Linked DNA regions of Mus musculus: regions 2, 3 and 4 are each linked to region 1. Evidence: chromatin contacts called from public promoter capture Hi-C data. All regions are on one chromosome and are shown on one strand. The core of a region is the stretch at or near the end of the contact, and the rest is flanking DNA. Distances in the headings are between cores, read along the strand shown.

Region 1 (3,398 bases), core at 418-2,917:
AAACAAAACAAAAACCCAAACCAAAACAAAGCCTTATTTCAACACTTCCTGTTGTAATTAATGTTGGTGACTTGCAGTTTGCTGCCTGACTTGAGGGTCCACACTTGTGTTGTAATCGCTACAGATTTTTAATTTTCTTGTTCTTTGAGCTCAAGATGCATCCTGCATTAGTTATTTTGCTCTCTGTTTTAAGAAAATGCAGGACAAGAAGCAATGTGAGGGAGGAAGGATTTAAACCAGCTTCCAGTTCTAGGAAGGGATGTTTACCATGATGGGGAAGGCACTGCAATAGACAGTTTTTTGAGGCAGCTCGCAGGAAGACCACACTGCCTCCACGTTCAGAAAGCAGAAGGAGACGAAAGCTCCTAACTCAGCTAGTTTTCTGCGGTCTGGGGCCACAGATGATGGAATGCTGTGGCCCACATTTAGAGTGGATCTTCCCACGTCAATTAACCTGATGTAGAAACTTCTTCACAGACACACACAGAGATTTGTTTCCAAGGTGATTCTAGATTCTGTCACGTTGACACTTTAAACCATCGCACAGCCTGTAAAGGATGCCTTAGCCCACGGGGCACAGGGAATGTTGTGTGGAGCCAAGGCTGCCAAGTCAGGAGGACATGGCTGCGGGTCATAAAACTAACTTGGCTCAGTTGGACGAAAGGGCTCAGCAATGCGAAATGATCCCACCAAGTTCCCCAGCCTGTTACTGTAGGGCTGGGAATCAGAACCTCGCGGTCATTTATGGCAGCGGGGACTCAGAGGCCCATCAGTGCAGGGGCCTAGGGAAGGCCAGTCTCCTTTGGCTGGGGAGTCTGGGGGTCCTCATCTGATTGACCCTACTCTTTTGGCCTTTCCCATGGACCAGTTCAAGTACTGAGGGCGCGGAGCTGGTTCACCCTATAGATCTGCTTCAGCTCACTCCTGCTAGGTTAGGATAAACCCTGGTCTGACCCGCCGCTATAGGTTAGGTCCACTCGCTCAGCTTAACCTCAGCTCGTTTCAGTTCGCCTTCACTTGACCGGGCATCACTCGTCTAGGACTACTATTCCGCTCGGCTTGGCCGGACTCTTCTCCCCCCAAACCCCTTCCCGGGCTGGCCTGACTCCGGGTCCGACTGGACAAGACCCCATCCCTGTGTTCCGCCTTGCCGGACCGGACCAGGATCTGCGAGGCTCACTTGCGTTCTAGTTGTCACCACTAGAGTAGGTAGCTAAGTTTGGCTCTGCTCGGCCCATCCTGCCCAGCTCTAATTCAGAACCGCTGTGTCCAGGTGCCGGGCTGGGGTAGTCTCCGCTCTTCTTAGCAGAGCCACTCTCGTCCGTCTCCGATTGGCTCAACTCCATTCCTCTCCGCTCACCGATTGGTTCGGCTCCACTCAAGTTCGCCCAGCTCTGCTCCGTCCAGCTACGCCTGACTTCTCCGGTTTCGGCCGGACCAAGCTCGGCTCCACCTATCTAGTTTCGACCCTGTTCGGCTCGGCTCTACCCACCTCGGCGCGGCCTCATTGGTCCCCGCCCTGAACCACTTAACTCCGCCCATGTTGGGTCCGTCCGCACCTGTTCCACCTCTCTGGTTTCGGCCTCTTTCGGCTAGGCTCGGCCCAACTCGTGGTAGGGGCGGGCGGCGACGCTGGAAGTGACGCGGCGAGGGGCGGGGCCGAATTGTAGCCTCCGTCACCGCCTCCGGGGCCGGGAAGCGATGTAGGTAGGACCCGCCAGACGGTCCCCAGTTCTCCTCCGCCCGCCTGCCGCGCCGCCACCGCCGCCGCCGCCATGAAGAAGCAATTCAACCGCATGAAGCAGCTGGCCAATCAGACTGTCGGCAGGCGAGTGCGCGGGTCGCGCCGGCGGGGGGCGCGCGGGGGGCGGGCCGGTCCTGCGCGCGAGGAGCCGGGGAGCGGGGAGAGCCGGGCGCGGCCCGGCCTTGGGCCCCGCGGGGCGGGGGTCTGCGCCTAGCTACGGCTTGGGCGCTGCCCATTGTCCTGGCCGGAGGAGCATCGTCCTCGGGAGACTCACGAGGGTCTTTACTCCTCCCTGTCCCCGCCAGCCGGAGCTCGCCGCCTGGTGCGAAAACTCCGTAAACTTGTGTGCCTCTCGCAGTGCCAGGCGCGCAGCTTTGGGGCCGGTGTTCTCAGGCTCTCCCCGCTGATCCGCTGTTGCAGCCTTCCTCCTAGAAGAGCTTGCTGGTCACTGGGAACCTAAGGGGTGTTAGGCTACTGTGGCTTGCCCAGTTAAGTTCAGCCCCCCTCCCCTCTGTGAAGGAATCGAGAACTGCAGTCTCAAAATCCAGGCTTTTGGGAGTTTGCTGTGAGTTCTTGAGGTCTAGAGGTTTGGAAAGCGAAAAGGATGCCTTTTCTCATCTCACCTTGGATGTGGTATTTTCTGACACTGAGTGAGTGCTTGACAAGAAACTGATTTTTTTTTTTTTTAATGAAAGAATACAGGAGGGACAGTAGATGAGTAGGCTGTAGAACAGGAACGATTTGCGGTTTTTAGAGCTTTCAGGAGGCTGTTGTCATGTGCTGTGCTATCTGGAACAAATATTTCAAGGTCTTGCAGGGCGGATAGCTTTGCCGAACCAATTTGCTGGTTATTCTGCACGAAGATAGATGGGTTTTTCACAGCTCTTGCTGTTACCCTCCTCCCTTAGCAGTTAAGGACAGTTTGGTTTGGTTGAAGCACGTGAGACACTTCTTTTTTTATGTGTACGAAAATACTTTTACTTCCTCTTGGGTTTTCTAAATTTGCTTTTTACAATGTTTCATTTCCCCCAACCTTTTGCTAAGTTTTGTTATTGAATTTCTAAAAAGAAAAATAGAAGGGAAGAAAAATCCCTCCATCATGTAATCTTGGTATCCTCTATCCAGACTCAGTCCCTGCCCCTTAAACCCACACATGCCTAGTTTTTTGTTGCGTGTAGAGTTAGAGAAAGACTAGGGTCAAGGCGAGTAATCCTAATGGCATGAACAAGAAATATGATGAGAAGTGATAATTTTCTTGTGAGTCTTGTACTCCTTGCAGATATGCATGGCAGAATCAAAACTTAGTGGCTGCCACAATGCCTTTGTTAGATTTGTTATTGATTAGGTTTCGTCCTGTGTGGGACAAGGGAAAGTTGCTGGTTTTATGCAAAGTCTTGAGAGCTTTCTGCCTTGAAAGCTGGTTAGGGTTTTGTGGGCCCCTGCTTCTCCTTAGTCTCTCTTCCTAGTTTTACATTCTGGCCAGACTTGCCCACTTTCAGTTCCCACAGGAGGCCTATGTTTCTTATATGTTAACCTCTTCCTGGAATTCCCATAAGCCTCTCTTACCACACCTGGCCGATAGATAACCTTTCATGCTCTTCACTTCTCTCAGTCTCCATGTCCTTAGAAGATCCTTGATGTCTTGGATGGGCAC
Region 2 (2,972 bases), core at 130-2,629, 1.4 Mb after region 1:
ATATCTTCCCTCTTTCCCACCTCCACCTTCCATTCTTTTTCCTCCCGTGTCTTTCCTCTGCTCTCATGTTAGATATTCTTTTAGGTGTTTATACAATCTGGATCCAGAACTGAGAGAAAACGTGAACTTCGTCTTCTGGCTTCTTTTGCTTATTACCTTTAGCTGTATCCATTCCCCACAACACCATGTCCTCCTTTTGGGTACTGTACATATTTTTAAGTGCACATATACTCTTCTCCATGACAGACAAATATTAAGGCCATAGCAAGTCTCTGTACATTTAGAACAGAGTCATAATATGTGTTCCTGATACACGGAATTAAATTAGAAACCAACGCTAGAACATGCAGTGGTGGCTTAAGCCAGAAATCCCAGCATGTGGGAGGTTCGATCTTTGAGGCATGGGTTTGAGTTCTAGGATAGAAGAACGGAACCCGTCTTTAAAAACAACAAACAAACAACAACATCCTCACAACAACAACAACATCCTCTACTTTGCTATACTAGACAAGAGCAAAAAAAAAAAAAAAAATCGGAGAAAGAAAGGAAGAAGGAAGAAAGGTAGAAAGAAAGAAAAAACCTAACTAGTAAAGAAAATGATGGAAAATGAGTGGAAGAATTGGAGGAAAAGTAATTTTTGAAGATTATTGAAGATTACTGAAATTAGACCAGAGTTAGGGGAGACCATTATCAAATCTATAGAAATCTATGAGGAGAGATGGTCCAGCGGTTAATAGTACTGGCAGCTCTTCCAGAGGACCTGCGTTCCACTCCCAGCATTGATAACCACATGTAACATCCCACTTCCAGGAGATCTTTCATTCTCATCTGGCCTCTGCCCGCACCAGACAGGCAAGTGGGTCACACACATACAGAGGCAAAACACTCCATATAAAATAAAATAAAATTAAAAAAAAAACCAAACTGCTGCCGGGCGTGGTGGCGCACACCTTTAATCCCAGCACTCGGGAGGCAGAGGCAGGCGAATTTCTGAGTTCGAGGCCAGCCTAGTCTACAACGTGAGTTCCAGGACAGCCAGGGCTACACAGAGAAACCCTGTCTCAAAGCAAAACCAAACCAAACCAAAAAACCAAAAAACCAAAAAACCCAAACTGCTGTATGCATTTAGTGAGGACGGAAAACTAGCAACATTACTCCTACATACAGAGTTTATATTTCTCAGCTGCTCCCTTCTCAGACGTCAATCTTCTAGTCTTGAGGAAACACGCGTTTACTTAGTTTACTGCTCGACAAATAAGAGCAGAAAACGAACTGTCGTACCTGTCCGGACTGCGCGAAGCTCGCTGCTCTAACAGGAACAGTTGCTATGGTAATAGGCACCGACTTCCGGAAGAAGTACGGCGCGCGACGAGGGACATTCGGCCTCGGCGCGAGTGCGCTGACGGGGCGGCAAGTAAAGCTTGGTGGGTTTCGACGGGTGTCCCGAAGGCGGTGTCGCTCGGCGCCAACCCGGAGACCGCGCGCCATGGACTTCTCCAAGTTCCTGGCTGACGACTTCGACGTGAAGGACTGGATTAATGCGGCCTTCAGAGCCGGCCCCAAAGACGGGGCGGCGGGGAAGGCGGACGGTCACGCAGCCACCCTGGTAATGAAGCTGCAGCTGTTCATCCAGGAGGTGAACCACGCCGTGGAGGGTGAGCCACGCAGACGCCCACCCGCCCGCCCCGGCACCCGACTGCAGGACCGGGCCCAGGGGCCAAGCCTCTCCTTTGGTGGGAAAGCGAGCCCTGCAGTAGTCTGAGTTAGGTCTAGGCTTTGGTGTTCACGTCCGACGATGCCATAACATTTCCTTTAAAAACTAAAAACTAAAAACAAAAAAAAAACCCCAATAATAATAATAATAACAATCTGGGAGTGGTGGCGACCGCCGTTAATTTCCGCACTGGGGAGGTGGTGCTGGACGGTCAGGAATTCAAAGCCAGCTTCAGTTGCAAAGTGAGTTCGAGGCCGGCCTAGGCTATAGGATCGCTCTCGCCGGCTCTCGCACGCTCTTTTACTCTTCCTTCTCCTTCCCCCTTCTTATTTACAGTCTCACTCTGTCGCCTAGGTTCGCCTCAAACTCGCCTTCTGCCCCAGCTTCCCTAATTCTGGCATTACAGATATGTGCCCCCCCCCCCCAAAAAAAGCTCTTTGGGTTTGGAGTAATTGCTCAGTGGTTACTACTCTTGTAGAGAACCTAAACTTAATTCTCAGCACCCACATCAGTTGGCACACAACTACCTGTAACTCCAGTTCCATGGGATTCAGTGGCCTCCTTGGGCATAAACACTCACATGCACATACTGACACACAGACAAACATGGGTGAATGTAATTAAAAAATAAATCTTGAAAGAAGGCCTTTTGGAGGTGGTGGGGTAGATAGACTCTCATGTAACCCATACTGGCCTTGAATTTGCTCTATGATGGAGGGTGACCTTGAACTCTTGATCTTCATGCCTTTGATTCTGAAATTCTGGGATTATAGACATGTTCTGTCATGCCTGGCATAAAGAGTCACTTTTGAGAGCATTTAATAGTTAACTGGTCCTAGTATTTAGCAGTATATGAGAATGACACAAATCCATTAATATATCTTTGTAAGCTAAGGAAGATGGGCCATCCTGAATGAAGACTTTAACTGTGTGTGTGTGAGAGAGAGAGAGAGCGAGAGAGAGGAAGAAAGAGAGAATGAGAGAGAGAAGACGAGAGAGAGGGGGGGGAGAGAGAGAGAGAGAGAATGAGAGAGAAAGAGAGAATATATGTTGCTGAATCAGTGCTCCTCCTTGCTGCTTCACTGTGTTGAGGACACAGTACCACATAGATAGCCTGGGTTATGGTGCTGCAGCTTGGTTTCCAGGCATATTTTCCCCACATCTGCATGTGTGTGGGAGCAGCGAAAAAGCAGGCTAGTGCTTCTTAGTGGCTCCTGGGACCCACATCCTCGTGTTCTGAGGTGTTAAGGATGCAGCC
Region 3 (3,242 bases), core at 8-2,507, 1.2 Mb after region 1:
AAACAGACTGGCGACTAACTTTGTTCCCAGATGCCTAAAAGCAAACAGAAATCTGGAGTGAAAAAACAGAGGATTTCTGGACTACAGTTTCCATCATGAAAGCTCACATTGAGGAGAAAATTACTTCAAATGAAGGGCAGTCTAAAAATGAATGAGGCCTGAATGTATACTGCACCCCTACTGTCCCAGCTCTGGGTGGGGTGACTGTGAATTTGGGGTTAGACTAAACTATGAAGTGAGACTCCATCACCAAACAAACAAACAAAAACAAACTGGAGAAGGAATGCACTGGGGGGGGGGGGGGAAGGCTGTGGGCACGGCTCCGTGATAAGAGCACTCAGGAACTGAATCCAATCTATCAAAAGAGCAAGGGTAGATCAGGAACTGAGAGCTCAAGAAATGAATTCAGGATCGGTATCTAATGAGCGGTCTAATGACTGATGTGCATTCAGACCCCACTTCCATATTACGGTTTCATAGCCTTCAGTGAGGAAAATTACTTTTCCATGATCACAGACACACAGAAAAAATAATGATAGTAACCCTAACGGGGGCAGTTTACATATGTTGTATTATGAGTTGACGAATAGAAACAATAACGTCTTAGCACGTAAGCAGACTGTGAAATATTATTTTTAAAAAGGGCCCGGAGTCTGAAAATGTAATTTATATACAGAATGAATAGGCTGTACTGTGTATTCCTCTGGAAGACATTATTTAACAGGAAACTCAGGCGTGTGTATATGCACACACATAGATATATATGCATAGAAACTCTCCCACATCCACACTTTCCTCCCCCGCTACACAGCACACCCACACACACGAGATGAAGGAGAAGAGAGCCTAATGCATGCATGCACCGACTAAATAACAATCAGATGAAACACGAAGCATCTCTAAGTCATCCAAGGAAGGGACTGAGGGAACGGGAACCAGTGCAGCCGGGACGGGAGGGGCGACCGTCCAGTCCTCGAGGGTCCCGTGACTGCCAGCGGCGGCAGGGTCGCCACACGCGCACCGTCTCGATGTACTCCGACTTGTTGTACAGCAGTTCGCCCAACTCCATGGCTTCCCCCTCTCTGAACCTCAGGATCCTGTCAGTAGCTCAGGCAGACGGTGATTCCAGCTACTTCCGGTTGATCGGCCACTTCCGCTATCCCCGCCCTGGACTCTCATTCGACTCTCCTCTAGTCAAGCCTGCTCGATCGCTCGGCAGTCTCCAGCTGCGCGTGCGCAGAGCGAACAGAGGTTTTAATTGGCCAGAGCGGCTAGCGCGCGGAACCTGTGTGGCTCGGCAGGAACATAGTGGGGGTGAACTAGGTCCCCGTTCTTCCCAGGGGTTCCTCTTGGCCCTAGGAAGCCCTGGCTGGGTCCCCGTGACCACAGGCCCGAGGCTGGAGACGGCTGCTCCTTGCGTTCGGCTTCCAACCCGATGGAAGAGCTTTCCGGGAAGCCCCTCAGCTATGCGGAGAAGGAAAAGGTGCCCGGGTTGCGGGAAGGGTGACCCAGGGCTTTAGGCTGGGTTTTCAAACCTAGTTCCTGTATCCGAGGCAGTGTCCTCCTACCTACAGCCTCCACGAGAAGTCACTGAGACGAGCGCGCTGCTCGGGTGGCGAAGCTTAAAATGCAGACGAGCCAAACCCATCTTCTAGTGGCACTGCATAAATATTAGGTGTAAAACTACATATAGGTAAACCTAGAGGCCCTCTTCTCTCCCACTCCACTCCGGCCCCGTCACATAAATCTTTCACGTCACGTCAACAGCCTTATATATATACATTTTCGTGTTTGTCTGTTAGGGCTTGACCTCCAAAATAGGTTTACATTGGAGAAGGGGATGGTTATAACGTGTACTCTGGTTGGTTCTGCAGCTGGTGTTCTCCATGTTTAAGACCCACGTTGGAACAAGATGAGGGGAAGAAAATAATATAAATATTACATATAATGAACAGGTGTTGTGTGTGTGCATACAAATTTAGTGTAGTAGTTAGAAGGAGCTCTCATTTCTTTCAGGCTCAGAATATTATTCTCCTGCAAGACTTAAATATTACTTCCATGTTCTTGTGCTTTCTGTGCAAAATTAGAATTCACATTAATTTGTCTTCCTATCCTGTCTTACCTTCTAAGGGTGGTAAAGATCATTTACAAATAAACAAGATAACTCCTACTTACTGATAAGATTGAGGACAAGATAACAGGTTAAGATCAGAATTACTCATGTTGTGGTGGCCCATGACCATAATTTGGTTGCTACTTAATAACTGCAGTTTGCTGCTATTATGAATCAAAATATATATGATATGAAACCTCTGTGTGTGTGGGGGGGGTGTTAAATGGAGCAGTTATAAATGGCAGCATCCTGGAGGAACTGCTTATTCTCTGTTCAGTTTGCATATCTCAAAGGAGGATGATTATATAATAGAATCTATTTGTTAGGGTTATTGTGAGTGCTAATTGAGTCATTGGACATTAAAGTCACAAAATTCCCTAGGACTAACTGAAGCACATTATGAAAGTATCTGCCATTTTTATTATTATGTGTCTGAGAATGGATGGGGACTAAAGTGACTTTAGCACAGAAGTGCTGGAGTCCCACAAAAGTGCTGGGGAATGAGGTGGGGAAAGTGCTTAAGAAAAGTTTAAGTTGTTAGTAACTTTTTTTCTTAATTTTTAATGACCAAAACAAAAACATACCTAAAAGTGAAGCCTCTGGAAAACCCACTTGCACTTCCCTGTCTTGTATCACTCCTCACACTTGACATTGGCTTCCTGCCTGGCCTTGTGTTTCAAAGCTGGGTCTCTGAATGCATCCTTGTTGACAACAGTTTTGCCCAAGGGGATATCCAGACTCCCTTGTGGGCATGAGGTGGTTATAGTTATAAACTTTCACAGAGGACTTTATCTTGGATTGCTTGGCAATTTTCTTCTAGCCTGTGGCAGCTGTCTCTTTTGGGGGATAGCAGTCAATTCTAGCCACTAGGGCATGGCTGTAAGGGCGGTCTGAGGTGCCATCATCAATCAGTGTTCTTCATGATACGGTTTTGCATCCAGAGTATTGTCCAGCTAGGACTAGCACCACTTTCCTGGGTTTCATGAACTTGCCCATTTCAACAGCAGTCAGCCTGCACCCAGCAGAAAAGAAGGACCTTTTAGTAACTTTCATTGTAGCTTTTTTGATGCTTTTGGTTTGTGGAGTTGTTCTTAAGAAAGGATCTCTTAGCCAGGCATGGTGGCACGCG
Region 4 (3,372 bases), core at 120-2,619, 1.3 Mb after region 1:
TATAACTCTATCTTCTATCCACTTAAATACTGAAAATTCCCAAGTGTAGGAGATACAGAAAGCCAATAAGCTTTTTACCCGATACATGGAGAAAGCTTTAAGGAAAGTATTTCAAGTAGCAAACCAAAACAAATAAAACGGCCATGTATGAATATTTATAAAGGGCCATTAGGACAGTTGATAACACTGTTTCATGAACTTCCCTTATGAAACTGATCTGTCTGCTGAAAATAAATCCGTGGCTAAATACTGGACCTGTTCAGAATCTCCTGTAAAGTTCATAAATACCGCGCCTAGCAATGACAGTCCAACATTAGTTAGAAGGGTGAGCCTTAATACTCAAGATTCAGGCTTGCATCTCACTCCACCACTTGGTGGTACCACTATCATTCTGGGCCTAATTTTCCCTCTCTGATTACTAATGGACATACAAGTACTGATTTCAGAAAACTGCAGTGAGGATAGCGGGAGTCTAGGCGCAAGAAAATCGCTAACAGTTTAGCACGACGTAAGCATCAAGAGCTAGAAGGTAGGTCGTGGGTAGAAGCAGTCGGGTGTCAGCTCCTCGAATACCTGTAATGGAGTGAATCTTCTGCTTTAGCTCGGACCCCGTGCTGTCCAGAGGGACCTTCACGTCGTGTTTGGTCTTGTTCCAGATTATCTTCAGATCCACCAGCTCCTTGCCCACACCGCCGCCCGCGTCCTCGCCGTTGCTGACCGAGGCCTGGGCCGCAGGGTCCCCAGGGGGCTGGGCCGGGGCCGGCTGCAGGTTGCCTCGCGCGTCGCAGGAGTCCTCCGCCGCTGCCCCTACGGCTGCTTCGGCCTCCACGCAGTTGAGGGGCCGTGCGGGCGCCTCGGTGGCCACAGCCTCGGCCTCCGTGTCCATGCCTGGCTCCTCCATGCCTGCAAAGGGGTTAGGGGGGTGGGTGCTCGCCACGAGCCCGGCCTGCGACGAGAACGGGCCCGGGCACCGTCGTTGCCGCGCCACGCTCCTCCCTCCGGGGCCAGGCCCGGTCCCACGACCCCGGCAGCGTCCGCAAGCTCTTCAGCCGCCGACCGACCGCCTTCCCCGCCACACTCACCATCCGGGGCTCCGGCCGCCGCCATGATGATTGTGTACAACACCCACCACGACCGCAGGGGCCGCCGGGAAGAAGCGAGCTGGCGGAGATTGGCCCCCGCACCAGCCCCTAATTTCACACAGGCTGGCCGGAAACAGGTGGAGGTTTCTATGGAGACCCGCCTCCTCCGCTTCCCGGGCCGGCCCCTGCCACGCTTTAGCATTCCCGCAGCCGGAGGGGGCGGGTCTGGGAGATCGCCTGCTCGCAGCGCTCGGTCCCCGAGCGGCGGCGCATCGCCGCCCTAGTCCAGAGGGGCGTGAGCAGCCCAGATAGGCGGCTTACGCCTTTAAGTGGCAGGGCCGCGCTCGCTGTGGCGAAAGTTGATTGGTTGGAGTGATTTTTTTCCCCCCCGCCGAGCGGAAGTGACGCGCGAAGGAGCCCACGTGTGTGTTTCTAGTCCACATGGCGGCGCCCCTCAAGAGGCTTCTGCTGGCCGAGCCGCACGTGGTGGCCCTCGGGCACCGCGTGGGGCGGCGCGAGGCCAGTCTGGGCCCAGATCCCGGGGCCCCGGTGCGAGTGCGCTTCGCTCCCAGCCCCACAGGTAATCCTAACGGACGTGACGCCGCTCGCCGCAGCCCACCTTCCCGTCCCCGCCCCCGAAAGTTCCAGAAACAGTCCCTTCCGGGGTTGTCTGCGCGACCCCGTTTTAAAGAGACGGAGGTGGAGGGCTAGGATTTGAAGTGATTGAGATTGCTAGAAGTTTCCTTGTTGTATTGTCTCTGTCCTTTCTTATTGCACGCTGTGTGCAGAGCGTATAGACTTTATGCCAAGGCCTATGCGCTATAATGCAGTGGTCATTGAAAAGTCAGGGTTCTGGCTTTGAAGAAACCGACAAATCCTAGAGTCATATGTGTCCATTTTGGCAGTGAAGCGGGATAGGGCGCCCTAGAAGGTATTGCTGAAGAGGTAACATTTGAGTTGAGAACAAGTGTCAAGAAGACCCGCTTGAAGCCTAAGAGGAAACGACATGCACAAAAGCCTGAGTTTGCTGGCAGCTTAGCAAGTCAGAAGAAAACAGAGGCCCATGTATATCTTGCTAGGAATTCTGTGTCTCCTCCCTTCCCACAAATTCCCAACCTTTAGTTCAAGCCACCTTCTACCCTGTTCACACTGAGCAACCGTTCATTCTAGGTCTAGGGTCAGCAGGAAAAGATATTTCTGAGTCTCAGCTGCACAGGAAGAACGCATTACCTCCAGGCAGGCAATGTAGATTGTGGAACTTCGATATGTGGTAGAAGCCCTGGTTCATAGTTAACTGTTGTGAATCTGTTTTTAAGACTGATATAAACGAAACTGCTAGGGAGAAAATGAGTGTCTCAAAACCGAGAGAACAAAATCATCTTTCTTTTTGTTAGTCTCAGTGATGTAAAATAGCTTATCAAATGACTGCAAGTATCTAAGTATCACAGTGTCTGTGTTTACCTATGGTCAACATGAACTGGGATACTCACCTTGTTGGAAGAAGCACTTATGCAGGCATCCAAGGCCTGGCATTTTCTGCATCTATATTTTTGTCTTTGCCAATCCCTAGATGTGTTGCTTTGGCAGAATTATTTGCTCTGTTTATGTCCCAATTTTGTGATTTGTCAAGTAGGGCTAATAATAGTGCCTGTCTGACGGGTTTGAGCCAGTACAGCAGAGGCACTTAGCAAGCACTGCCTCTACTACAATTACTGTTTTCATTTCTTTGCTGACTGGCAGGAAAAGCCCAAATGGGAAAGAGTTGACAAGCAGTGTAGATCACTATGATAGCTAAAATTAATTGAAAGTTTACATTTTTGGGTTTTTGTTTGGTTTTTAACTTGGAAAGAGTTCCCTGTATCACCCGATTGGCCTGGAACTCACTATGAAGACCATGCTGTCCCTAAATGTGCAGCAATCCTCCTGTCTCTGCCTCCCAGGTTTTGGCGTCACAGGTATGAGTCATCAGACCTGGCTTGAAATTCTACTTTGGTCAACATTTAGGTATCCCAGCAACCTCATTATTAAGGATCTAGGTGTTTTTGTTTTGTTGAAACAGGGCCTTGCTGTACCCTTGCTGGCCTGGAACTTGCTGTCTTGTCGAGGCTGTTGTTATAAACTCACACAGATCTGTCTGTTTCTGTCTCTAGAGTGAGGAGATTAAAGGTTCAGTCTACCAGGTCCAGCCTGATTTTCATTTTTAAGCCCACTAACAGATCAGTAAATTGAAACTTGTGAAAACTAAATGAATTTCCAAAGGTTAGCAACTTCTTAATAATGGGCACAATTA

The links. Promoter capture Hi-C pulls out the DNA fragments that hold promoters and counts their contacts. Capture Hi-C pulls out chosen DNA fragments and counts their contacts.
Region 2: a promoter capture Hi-C map of liver shows a contact between it and region 1, with 3 times the contacts expected there. The contact joins the promoter of Cog7 here to the promoter of Arhgap17 in region 1. A contact is called at or near these places in 2 of 484 Hi-C or Micro-C datasets (B cells and CD4 T cells), 1 of 115 datasets of contacts at active chromatin or transcription factors (astrocytes) and 2 of 9 other capture datasets (adipose tissue and liver).
Region 3: a contact with region 1 is called in a promoter capture Hi-C map of embryonic stem cells, with 2.8 times the contacts expected there. The contact joins the promoter of Palb2 here to the promoter of Arhgap17 in region 1. A contact is called at or near these places in 11 of 39 promoter capture datasets (the 3T3-L1 cell line, 3T3-L1-derived adipocytes, the C10 cell line and 7 more), 2 of 484 Hi-C or Micro-C datasets (B cells and CD8 T cells), 3 of 115 datasets of contacts at active chromatin or transcription factors (astrocytes, neural tube and pro-B cells) and 2 of 9 other capture datasets (adipose tissue and liver).
Region 4: a contact with region 1 is called in a promoter capture Hi-C map of liver, with 3 times the contacts expected there. The contact joins the promoter of Ubfd1 here to the promoter of Arhgap17 in region 1. A contact is called at or near these places in 11 of 39 promoter capture datasets (the 3T3-L1 cell line, the C10 cell line, the HPC-7 cell line and 7 more), 4 of 484 Hi-C or Micro-C datasets (CD4 T cells, LSK cells and regulatory T cells), 3 of 115 datasets of contacts at active chromatin or transcription factors (astrocytes, cardiomyocytes and microglia) and 2 of 9 other capture datasets (adipose tissue and liver).

The regions. Positions count from the first base shown.
Region 1 is chr7:123,368,184-123,371,581 of GRCm38.p6, reverse strand. Arhgap17 (Rho GTPase activating protein 17) reads left to right here and starts at 1,667. Exons shown (of 20, transcript NM_144529.2): 1 at 1,667-1,828. The coding sequence starts at 1,776.
Region 2 is chr7:121,980,100-121,983,071 of GRCm38.p6, reverse strand. Cog7 (component of oligomeric golgi complex 7) reads left to right here and starts at 1,379. Exons shown (of 17, transcript NM_001033318.3): 1 at 1,379-1,655. The coding sequence starts at 1,487.
Region 3 is chr7:122,130,961-122,134,202 of GRCm38.p6, reverse strand. It overlaps Palb2 (partner and localizer of BRCA2), which reads left to right and starts at 1,257. Exons shown (of 13, transcript NM_001081238.2): 1 at 1,257-1,483. The coding sequence starts at 1,436. Dctn5 (dynactin 5) reads right to left here and starts at 1,162. Exons shown (of 6, transcript NM_021608.3): 1 at 1,022-1,162; 2 at 1-34. The coding sequence starts at 1,069.
Region 4 is chr7:122,065,195-122,068,566 of GRCm38.p6, reverse strand. It overlaps Ubfd1 (ubiquitin family domain containing 1), which reads right to left and starts at 1,369. Exons shown (of 7, transcript NM_138589.2): 1 at 1,083-1,369; 2 at 574-903. The coding sequence starts at 1,284. Ears2 (glutamyl-tRNA synthetase 2, mitochondrial) reads left to right here and starts at 1,481. Exons shown (of 9, transcript NM_026140.3): 1 at 1,481-1,662. The coding sequence starts at 1,524.